2 separate regions of the Mus musculus genome follow, and region 2 is linked to region 1. A link is a contact called in public Hi-C data. All regions are on one chromosome and are shown on one strand. Each heading gives the region's core, a stretch centred on a gene start, on an enhancer-like site or on the middle of the called end of the contact. The rest is flanking DNA. Distances are from core to core; before and after follow the strand shown. Region 1 holds the start of Zfp418 (zinc finger protein 418). Region 2 holds the start of Zfp772 (zinc finger protein 772).

The links. A called contact is a pair of places that touch in the nucleus more often than the background predicts.
Region 2: a Hi-C map of nephron progenitors shows a contact between it and region 1, with 5 times the contacts expected there. The contact joins the promoter of Zfp772 here to the promoter of Zfp418 in region 1. A contact is called at or near these places in 1 of 39 promoter capture datasets (macrophages), 1 of 484 Hi-C or Micro-C datasets (nephron progenitors), 6 of 115 datasets of contacts at active chromatin or transcription factors (the 230-238 cell line, effector CD8 T cells, embryonic stem cells and 3 more) and 2 of 9 other capture datasets (adipose tissue and liver).

What each region holds. Positions count from the first base shown.
Region 1 is chr7:7,168,886-7,173,696 of GRCm38.p6, forward strand. It overlaps Zfp418 (zinc finger protein 418), which reads left to right and starts at 2,468. Exons shown (of 4, transcript NM_146179.2): 1 at 2,468-2,673; 2 at 3,252-3,290. The coding sequence starts at 2,647.
Region 2 is chr7:7,207,016-7,211,826 of GRCm38.p6, forward strand. Zfp772 (zinc finger protein 772) reads right to left here and starts at 2,983. Exons shown (of 5, transcript NM_145577.2): 1 at 2,703-2,983; 2 at 510-548. The coding sequence starts at 2,780.

The DNA.
Region 1 (4,811 bases), core at 1,218-3,717:
TGTACCTGAGATTCTCCATTCCATCTCTTGTATTCTGTTGCTGATGCTTGCATCTATGGTTCCAAATTTCTTTCCTAGGTTTTCTATCTCCAGCGTTGCCTCACTTTGTGTTTTCTTTATTGTGTCTACTTCCCTTTTTAGGTCTTGGATGGTTTTATTCAATTCCATCACCTGTTTGGTCGTGTTTTCTTGCAATACTTTAAAGGATTTTTGTGCTACCTCTTTAAGGTCTTCTACCTGTTTAGCAGTGTTCTCCTGTATTTTTTTAAGTGAGTTATTAAAGACCTTCTTGATGTCTTCTACCATCATCATGAGATATGCCTTTAAATCTGGGTCTAGGTTTTCTGGTGTGTTGGGGTGTCCTGGACTGGGTCAGGTGGAAGTGCTGCGTTCTGATGATGGTGAGTGGTCTTGGTCCTGTTAGTAAGATTCTTGTGTTTGCCTTTTGCCATCTGGTAAACTCTGGAGTCAGTTATTATAGTTGTCTCTCGTTAGAGATCGTTCCCCTCGTGATTCTGTTATTCCCTACCAGGAGACCAGGGAGACTAGCTCCCTCCTGAGTTTCAGTGGTCAGAACACTCTCTGCTGTCAGGCTCTCCTCTTTCAGGGAAGGTGCACAGACATCTGGTGTTCAGACTTGCCTCCTGGCAGAAGGTGAAGCCCTGAAATGGGACCTGTCCCAGAAGCTGTTATCTTCTGTAGTCCACACTCTCACCTGTGCAGACTAGTCTCAGTGGAGTCTGGGAACCAAAACCTTTACTTTCTCTTTAAAAGGTGATTTAGTGAATACATAACCTGTGCAAGATATCAGATCTCCATTACCACCCCCCTACATACACACACATCCACACCCATACATCATCCAATGAAACTTTTCTTTGATGAGGCTCTTGAAGTCAACTTAGAAAAAGCACTCCCTTGGAAGTGCTTTTCTGAAGTCCCTTGTCTGGAGTTGAGCTGCTCCCTTCTCAAGTTCTGTGATGAAGAGGGTGTCAAGTCCCAGAGAAACAAGGGGCTATAAGAATACTATTGTCTGCTTGGCCTCTAGTCTCAGCCAGTACCTTTTGCTCCTGTAGGCACTTCTCACTCTGCACCCTACGCTAACCCAGGGACCTCCCTTAAGTTCCCTCAATTTCTCTTTCCTCAGCCACAGGATCTCTTGGCTTACTCTTGCCTCTCTTGATCAGCTTGCTCCTACCCCCTACCCCTTCTCTGTCTCTGTCTCTGTCTCTGTCTCTGTCTCTGTCTCTTCTCTTCACTTCTTCCCTTGAATTCTCTCTCTCTCTTGGTCTGTCTGAATCTTTCTAGATGCCTCAGTCTATACTCTCCCTTACATCTACAATAAAAATTTCCTCTTCCACCATACCCTGGAGCTATTGTGTCTTAATTTTCATTCAGAGGGAAAAGCAAAACAGCCTGAATGTTAAATTGTGTGTCCTTCAGAACAGGTATAAAGTGAACATTTCTAACAAAATTTACTACTGTTTCTCCTAGGATATAAAAATCTCTGTAATGTGCCCAGAGTGATGGCCCATGCCTTTAATTCCAGCACTCCAGAGACAGGAGGATCCCTATGAGTTAGGGAACAGCGTAGTTTACATAGTGAGTTCCAGGCCAGCCAGGCTTATGAAGTGATGCCTTGTCTTAAAACAAAGAAACAAATAATACATTAATAAGTTATTGTATTGAAAAAGAACAATTCAGCCATAGGAAGCTCATGCCTGGGGAGAAAGCTCAGTCAGGAACTCCGTCATTGCCTCACCTTGCCCTCCCCACCCTGTTAGCTTCTGCTAGTGCTGTGAATACCTGATTGGATGATGTTGTCCCTTTATGGTGCTCCTTGTTCTTTCCTGAAGTTACCTGATAGGACATTGTTCTGCGGGGGATCTCCCCCATTAGGACTCACAGATGGCTGCCTTGTTTGGTTTTTGCTGGATATTTTCTCCCAACTAGATGTTTTGGTATTTCTTTCTTCATATTTATTCTTCAATTTGGCTTACTCTATATTTAACTCACTCATTCTAAATGCAGAGTGGCTTACAAAACCTCTCAAGAGAGGCTCGAAAAGTTTTTCCTGTCTGCTGTTTTAACTTTCAAAATTTGGGCTAAATTATCTCTATTTAAAACATGCTACAGTGTGTCGAATATCTTTCCATAAGTAGCAACATATTTCTTCACTAAGCATGGTCAGAGATGTGTCAGCATTGCATCTGGAGTGTTTTCCTTTATAAATACATATAGGTTCCCCCAAATAAAATCCCAAATAAAATCCCCACTCTTCCTTTACTGCAGAAATATTCTGAAACAAATTAAGATCATTGTGAGGATGGATTATGGGCTGCTGTTGGTTCAAGCCTGAGCAGTAGGAACTACATTACCCACAATGCCAAGAGCAGAGTAGCAAACTGCTGAGCCAAAGAGGGCAGTTTCTGCCTGGGAAGGTCGACAGACATTGGGCGGTACTTCCTGCATTTTGTCCTGTCTTTGGTTTAACTGTCCATGGGTTGGTATTTGGAGGATTCTGAGCTTTAAAATCAGCAAGTTAGACTAAAGGTACGAGAGCGAACAGGCACTGGGTGTCGGCCAAGCAGACCATCATCAGCCGCGGCGGCCGTGCACCGGCCCCTGCGTACTCTACAGAGCCGGATGGCGGCGCTGAAGCACCTGGCTCAGGTAAGTGCCACATACTAGGCGCTCCCTCTCCCTAGATACTTTGAGTCCTAGAGCCCCTTGAGGACTCCCGCTCAGCTCACATCCTTATGAAAAACTTAATCCCTGTGTCCAGAACAGTGCCAAGCTCGTGGATGGGATCCGCATTTCTCGTAACTAGTCTGATGAGGCATGGAAGAGTGGGACCAAGAGAAGAGTGATTGACTGATTTGTGTGGGCAGTATCACGTTTGGCCACTTTAACCGGGAGCATTCCAGCCTAAAAAAACGGCAAGGTGAGGTGCATTAACTATGCCCTCACTACGGAGGAGCCAGCGGGACTGAATGGAAGATAAATGTAGCTAGAGGTTATTCAAAATATTCCAAAAGCTGCACAGAGTTAGAGCGGGCTGGAAGAGAATAATATGGAGCCCTCAGGAGAATAAAGCTTTGTGCAACATCCCGCAGCTGCTATGACTCAGCACTATGCATAGTTTAGAGATAATTTAGATATAAAAGGTTATGAAGATTCAGGACTGGACAGGGGTCCAGGTCCATGAAAACTTACCATGGTCTTTGATTCTTACAACTTTCTTCCCACAGGTTCCCAGATCTACAGAAAAGGGTATGGTCTGTATACAGGTGAGTGTGGGGTGTTCTAGTAAGTTCACCAGTGTGGCCACACTTCTTGCCTCACGTTGGTAGTGGAATTCATTTTTGTGGGGGTTCTTAAGAATGGAATGTAACATTTAGCATGGAGGCATATCCCTGGAGTCTGAACACTAGAGAGGACCAAGGCACGTTCAAAGCCAGCCTGGGATACATGGTGAGACCCTAAGAAAGAATGAGTGATTGATAAGATAGCTCAGTTGGTAAAGGCACTTGCTACCAAGCCTGAGTACTTAAGTCAGTCCCCAGAACCTACATGATAAAGGGAGAGAACTGATTCCTGAAAATTGTGCCCTGCTTTTCTACTTGTACACTCACATACATATGCATACTGGGAGAAAATAAATAAATAAATAAATAAATAAATAAATAAATAAATAAATACAAAAAGAGGGAGACTGAGATTTCAAAACCCAGTAGTATAGTGGGAATGTCAGCCGCTGGCTAGTCACACAGATCTACAACTCTGGGGAAAATTAAGCATGGAGACATCCTGATTGCTGAAGGCTGCTGTTTATCCTTGAATACGGGTGGATTAGGAAACAGAATCAGCTTTATTTTATTATTTTAATACTTTTAAAATGTTATCCCCCTTCCCAGTTTCCCCTCCACAAACCCCCTATCCTATCCCCCTCCTCTCTGCTTCTGTGAGGGAGCTCTCCCACCTCACTGCCTTAGCATTCACCTGCTCTGGGACATCAAGCCTCCATAGAACCAAGGATGCCATTGATGCCAAATAAGGCCATCCTCTGCTACATATCCAGCTGGAGTCATGGGTCCCTCCATATGTACTCTTTGATTGGTGGTTTAGTCCCTGGGAGCTCTAGGGTGTTAGGGAGTGTCCTGAAGGCTTTTTCTTAACTCCTTTGATCAGGTGATACTCCTTCCTGCCTCAGCCTCCTAAGTGCTTATACAATGAGAGTCTGCCATCATGGCCAAAAGGAAGCTGGTCTTGTTAGTAATACCATAAGCATAACACCATACACACACACACACACACACACACACACACACACACACACATCGCACCAACATTTAGGAAGGATTCTTGAAGTGTCTGAAAAGTGAAGAGTTTCATTCTAGGAATTGAGAGCGCAAAGTGTTCATCTGGGAGAATCAGTGTATCTGCAGAGGAGGCCCCTGTAGCTAGACTTTTTGGTAGAGCTTTGTTAGAGGAAACCTGTGACTGTTGAAGTGGCATTAAATGCCACATGTATGATGGTGGCTAACACTGGAGCAAGGAACAGAGTCAGCCAGCAAGGCATTAAGAGAGGATGGCAGCTGCCTCTGACACTAGGAAGCCTCAAAATTTGGGTAGTGATGGATCTTGCCTCCATATATGAAGCTTTCTCTAGATACCTCCTGCTAAGTAATGCAGGAGCCCAAGGAGATGCCTGTGGTATATGCTGTGGAGTTTGAGGTGGCTGTGGGAATGAGCTGTTATAAGAGAGGTGTGGACTAAGTGAAACACATAGAGATGGAAAATGTTAGCAG
Region 2 (4,811 bases), core at 1,733-4,232, 39 kb after region 1:
CATGGATTCCTCCCAATCATCTGTTTCACACAGACTACATTTGGGGCACTGTTGTCCACTCTGTCCCTGGCACAAAGGCCAGGAAGCCATGTGTCCATGACTTCAGGACACACACTTCAGTCTTCACACTGAGCTTCCATTCACTCTCAGTATGCAGACTTAGCCCTCAACTGTTGTGCTAACACAATTCCTACCTTCCCCTAAAGCCAGCTGATCTCATGCATGCCTGAGCATTTCTAATTATCCCCAACCCATCTCACTTCCAGGCCTGGTCTAATGTCATCACTGGAGCTTTAAGACCTTTGAATCTTCAGCCAATGGTTACCATAAAGGGAAGCCTGTCCATGTAATCCCTGCTGTGGACGTGGGGACCTTTCATTCTGAGCATGTGCCAGGGAAATCCAAAGGAAGGACAGAGACAATTCCAGCACAGAGTCCCAGGACACCACAGTCCCTGAGGTCACTTATGTGTTAAGTGAGGATGTGATTCCTGGGCACCCTCCACTTACCTCTTCCTGGTTGGCAGGTTTCACTGAATACTGGGAAACCTGTAGAAAAACAAGGTTGTGAGTAATAAGCAAGAGTGTTGGTATCCCAAAGGTTCACCCAAGTCCCCTCTCATACATGCAGTCAGGTACCCACTGCGCTCCATCCCTTAATGGTGTCTCTTACTGGGTGACCTTGGACAAAGAATCAATCTCTTCAGTTTGTTACCTGAGGATAAAATTTAATGTTTTATTGACGTGAAGAGACACCATGGCCAAGGAAATTCTTACAATTAAAAGAAAGCATTTAACTGGGTGCTAGCTAACAGTTTCAGAGTGTTCGTCCAGGATTAGCTTGGTGGGGAGAAGAGAGGCCAGGGCAATACCTGAAGTCTTTACATTCTGATCTACAGGCAGCAGACACACACACACACACTTGCACTGGATTAGGCGTGGGCTTCTGAAACCTCAAAGTTCACTCCCAGCCACGCCCTTCCTCCAACAATACCTTACCTCCTAATCCTCCCAATTCTTCTCAAACAGTTCCACACTCTAGGGACCGAGCATTCAAATATCTAAGCCTATGGGAACTGTTCTCATTAAAACTAACATACCTTCCTATTCCAAAAAGAGACTAATAGGGCTGGAGAGATTACCCTCTTTTGGTGTGTCTGAAGATAGCAACCATGTACTCATATACATAAAATAAATAAATCTTTAAAAAAACAAACAAAAGAGAATCACAGTCTCAAATTCAGTCCTGTGTGTCAAGTATTTGGTACAGGCTCTTCCTGAGCACATGACTAATGTTTCTTTCAAAAGTTTCACAAATGGGTACATATGATTTCAAAATGTTGTTTTGTCTACCCACATTGAATTAAGACTTTGGAATTAATTAGCCTTTACACAACATTTGCAAGGCAGAAGCAAGCAGACTTTTGTGCATCTGAGGCCAACATGATGTATATAGGTCAGCTAGAGTCATGGGGTGTGTCAATGGGGAGAGGGAGGATAGCTAATAACAAGGCAGACTACTCAAATGCTGAATGCAATCATAGAATTGTAAAATCTTTCAGTAGTATTTAAAAATTAGTAATATTAATTTTAATTACTAATATAACTTAGTAATATTATTTAAAAAATAAAATTATTTTTAATTTAATTTTCCCTCACAGCTACACTTAGTTCAGCAGCACATCCTGATGGCTGAGTTTTTAAAACTCATTGGAAAGGTAGGAGTGGTTGGCTCCGATTAGGGCTCTTCCACCATGAACCAGAGTTCAGTTGGCAGCCCTTACCCAAAGGAGACCCTAACCCACAAGAAGGCAAATCTCTGTGAATTTGAGGCTAGTGTGGTGTAAACAGTGAGTTTGAGCCTAGATCAAAAGTAAATGAATAAAGTAAAAATATAACAAAGGGTTCTTTAATCTCATCACTTGTGAGTTAGAGATAGAAGAATCTCTCTGAGTTTGAAGACACCCTGGTACATAGAGAGACAGGACAGCCATGACTACATAGAGAGGCCCAGTCTGAGGGAGAAGGAGGGGAGAGGGAGAGGGGGAGGGGGAGGGAGAGGGAGAGAGGCAAAGGAATAGGGAGAGGGGTTAAGGAAGACGGAAGAGGAGAGAGTGGAAAGGGTAGAGGGAGGGAGGGAGAGCAGGAGCCCACCAGGCCTCCTGGGGGCGGTGGAGGAGGAAAGGAGGTGGGGGAGAGGGGCATACAGAGAGAATAAAATAACTCCATCAAAGATCTGAACACCACCATCACCCACCCTACAACTCCCCCACCCCTGCTACAGCTTGCATTCCAACTCAAACATGAGTGCACAGGATTTACCCAAGGATTCACAGGTCTCTGCCTACACCCATATTACCCCCACCCCATGCTCAGAAAACTGACTAGATGGAATCTCTCACCTGTTCAAATCTTCTTGGCCACCAGAATCTAATCTAATTCCCTCATCTAATGCCAGTAGAGCTCAGGCCCTCCCACAAGCCTTGAGAGGTACAGTCCACCACACTGAGTCAGATGGGATGGCTCAAGCGATCTAGCACACAGATGACAAAAACAAAACAAAACAAAACAAAACAACCCAACTACCATAATTTCGTCCACCGGTGCCCTACAGTCGGGGACATGGGAGTCTACCCTGTTGGCTCCTGACCCAGATCTCAGCGCTCTAGAACTCAGGTAGGTGGGCGATCACTAGGCACTCACCTGGGGCAGGGCTCCACCCGCAGCCTCCACAATCACCATTGGGCTCCACTGGCCAGCCGGGCCCTGGGATGTGGCCATCCCTCCTCCAAGCTTGGATTAGATCACACGGGCTGTCGAAAACCTCAGCTCCGTCTCCGTGACGGAGGAAAAACGCCTCAACTCTACAGTTTTCCTGCCATGACCAATACTGATAAAACCAGTTTTCTGTGAAGCAGACTGACAGATCCAGAAAGTTTCAAAGAACCTCCTGCACGCAAAGCCGAAAGTCCCGCCCAGCGTCCTTTTGTCGTCACTAACGCGCCTATTTTCATTGGCTTTTCTCGGTGCAATGTCTTCTGGACAATGTAGTTCAGACGTGATCAAGCGCCAGGAAGTGGACACACCTCCCCAGATGGAGCCTTACACTCAATCTGTTAGGGAGAGTGTTGTGATTATAGATGTGTCAATATTTCCTTGAGCTCCAAAAGCCGGGCTTGCTGAAACACTCCTGAATTCCAGAACTGCTGGCAGAGGCAAGTTGATGTTTGGGATTAGAAACTAGCCTGTCACAGTGAGTTCCAGACCAGACAGAAAACCTTACAGAGTGAACATGACCCTAAGCTGGGCCATGTGAGGAGAGGAGATCTGAAAAGAGAAAGAGGGGCCTCCAACCAAGAGGGACCACCTGAGCCAAGAGACTAGCACAGCTAAAAGTGGCTGAGTTATAGAGTGGTCAGAGGAGCTGGAAGGAGGAAAGCCCAGGGGATCACCTGGACTGGGGAGTTTGGGCTGTGTGGTGGCTGGGGGTTGGGGGGAGGCATGCCAGCCAGGAACAGAGGGATGCTGAGAGGCCACTGTCCAGTTTGATATGTTAATGGACACTTTAGTTCAACATTTTTGCCTTGGATTTAAGACCCAACAGGTTATAGGTCTTTGTGTGAATGATACCTGACAGGTCTTCTTGCAAAGAAAACTTAGGAAATTACCATAGAGGAAGAAAGAAAGGACATATTTGGAATCGAGTATCCTTTCACCACTGATCTCAAGAATTCAAACTCTTCTCAGTTATACACATCAGACAGGAGGTCATCACGAATAACTTTTCTATTATGCATTCCCATGCTAAGAGAAATTTGGGGATGCATTACGGGATTCAGCCCAGAAAATGACTTTGGTGTGGCACTGAGGATGCACTTCACTTCAAAGGAAAGACTCGAGTAGCAGCTTCCCGGGGAAAGGGAACACTGGAGCATATGTACTGTGATCTAGTCTGCTGGGAGTCCTGTTAACTCCTTAACACTGCTTCTCCACTGTCCATCTCTGCAACTGCCCTGGTATCCATGGCTAACTGTCTGAACTATGTTGACCAGAACCCACTGTGTGCAGAAAGGCAGGAAGAGTGGTGGGAGTTGTTAGTGCATACATATAATCCTAGTGGATATCTGAGTTTGTGGCTAGCTTAGTCTACCATCTAGTGCAGCCAAGGCTACACAGAGAAAGCCTGACTCAGAGGAAAGGAAGAAAGGAGAGAGGGAGAGGGAGAGGGAGAGGGAGAGGGAGAGGGAGAGGGAGAGGGAGAGGGAGAGGGAGAGGGAGAGGGAGAGGGAGAGGGAGAAAAGGTTTTCCCCTGGAGCTGAGACAGGTCTGAAGTCTGCACCACCACAGTATAACTGGTCTAAGCCTTGGGTACAAACGCCCCTATCCATGTGCCTCTCTGCACATCCCTGTCTGCTGGCCTGTTGATGCTGGATGGGTGGCAGAGAATCCTTAGCTTACCTGATTGTTGCAGCACCCTGGTGTGTGGGTCCTAAGCCCAGGCAGAGGGCTGATGTCCCTGATAGTGATCCAGTCTTACAGTCCAATTTTATTTATTAATTTTACTCTTATAAAGATGGTGTTTGCGGCCGTGTGGCATTGGTACATATAGCAGACATATGATGGAGTTCAAGGTCAGTCTGGACTACAGAGTGAGTTTCAGGACAGCCAGAGTACACAGAGAAACCCTGTCTCAAAAAGCAAGCAAGCAAACAAACAAACCAGAGAGACAGAGAGACAGAGAGAGACAGAGAGACAGATGGAGACAGAGATGTAGCCAACACCAATGCACAATGATTTAGTTCTATGCTGATT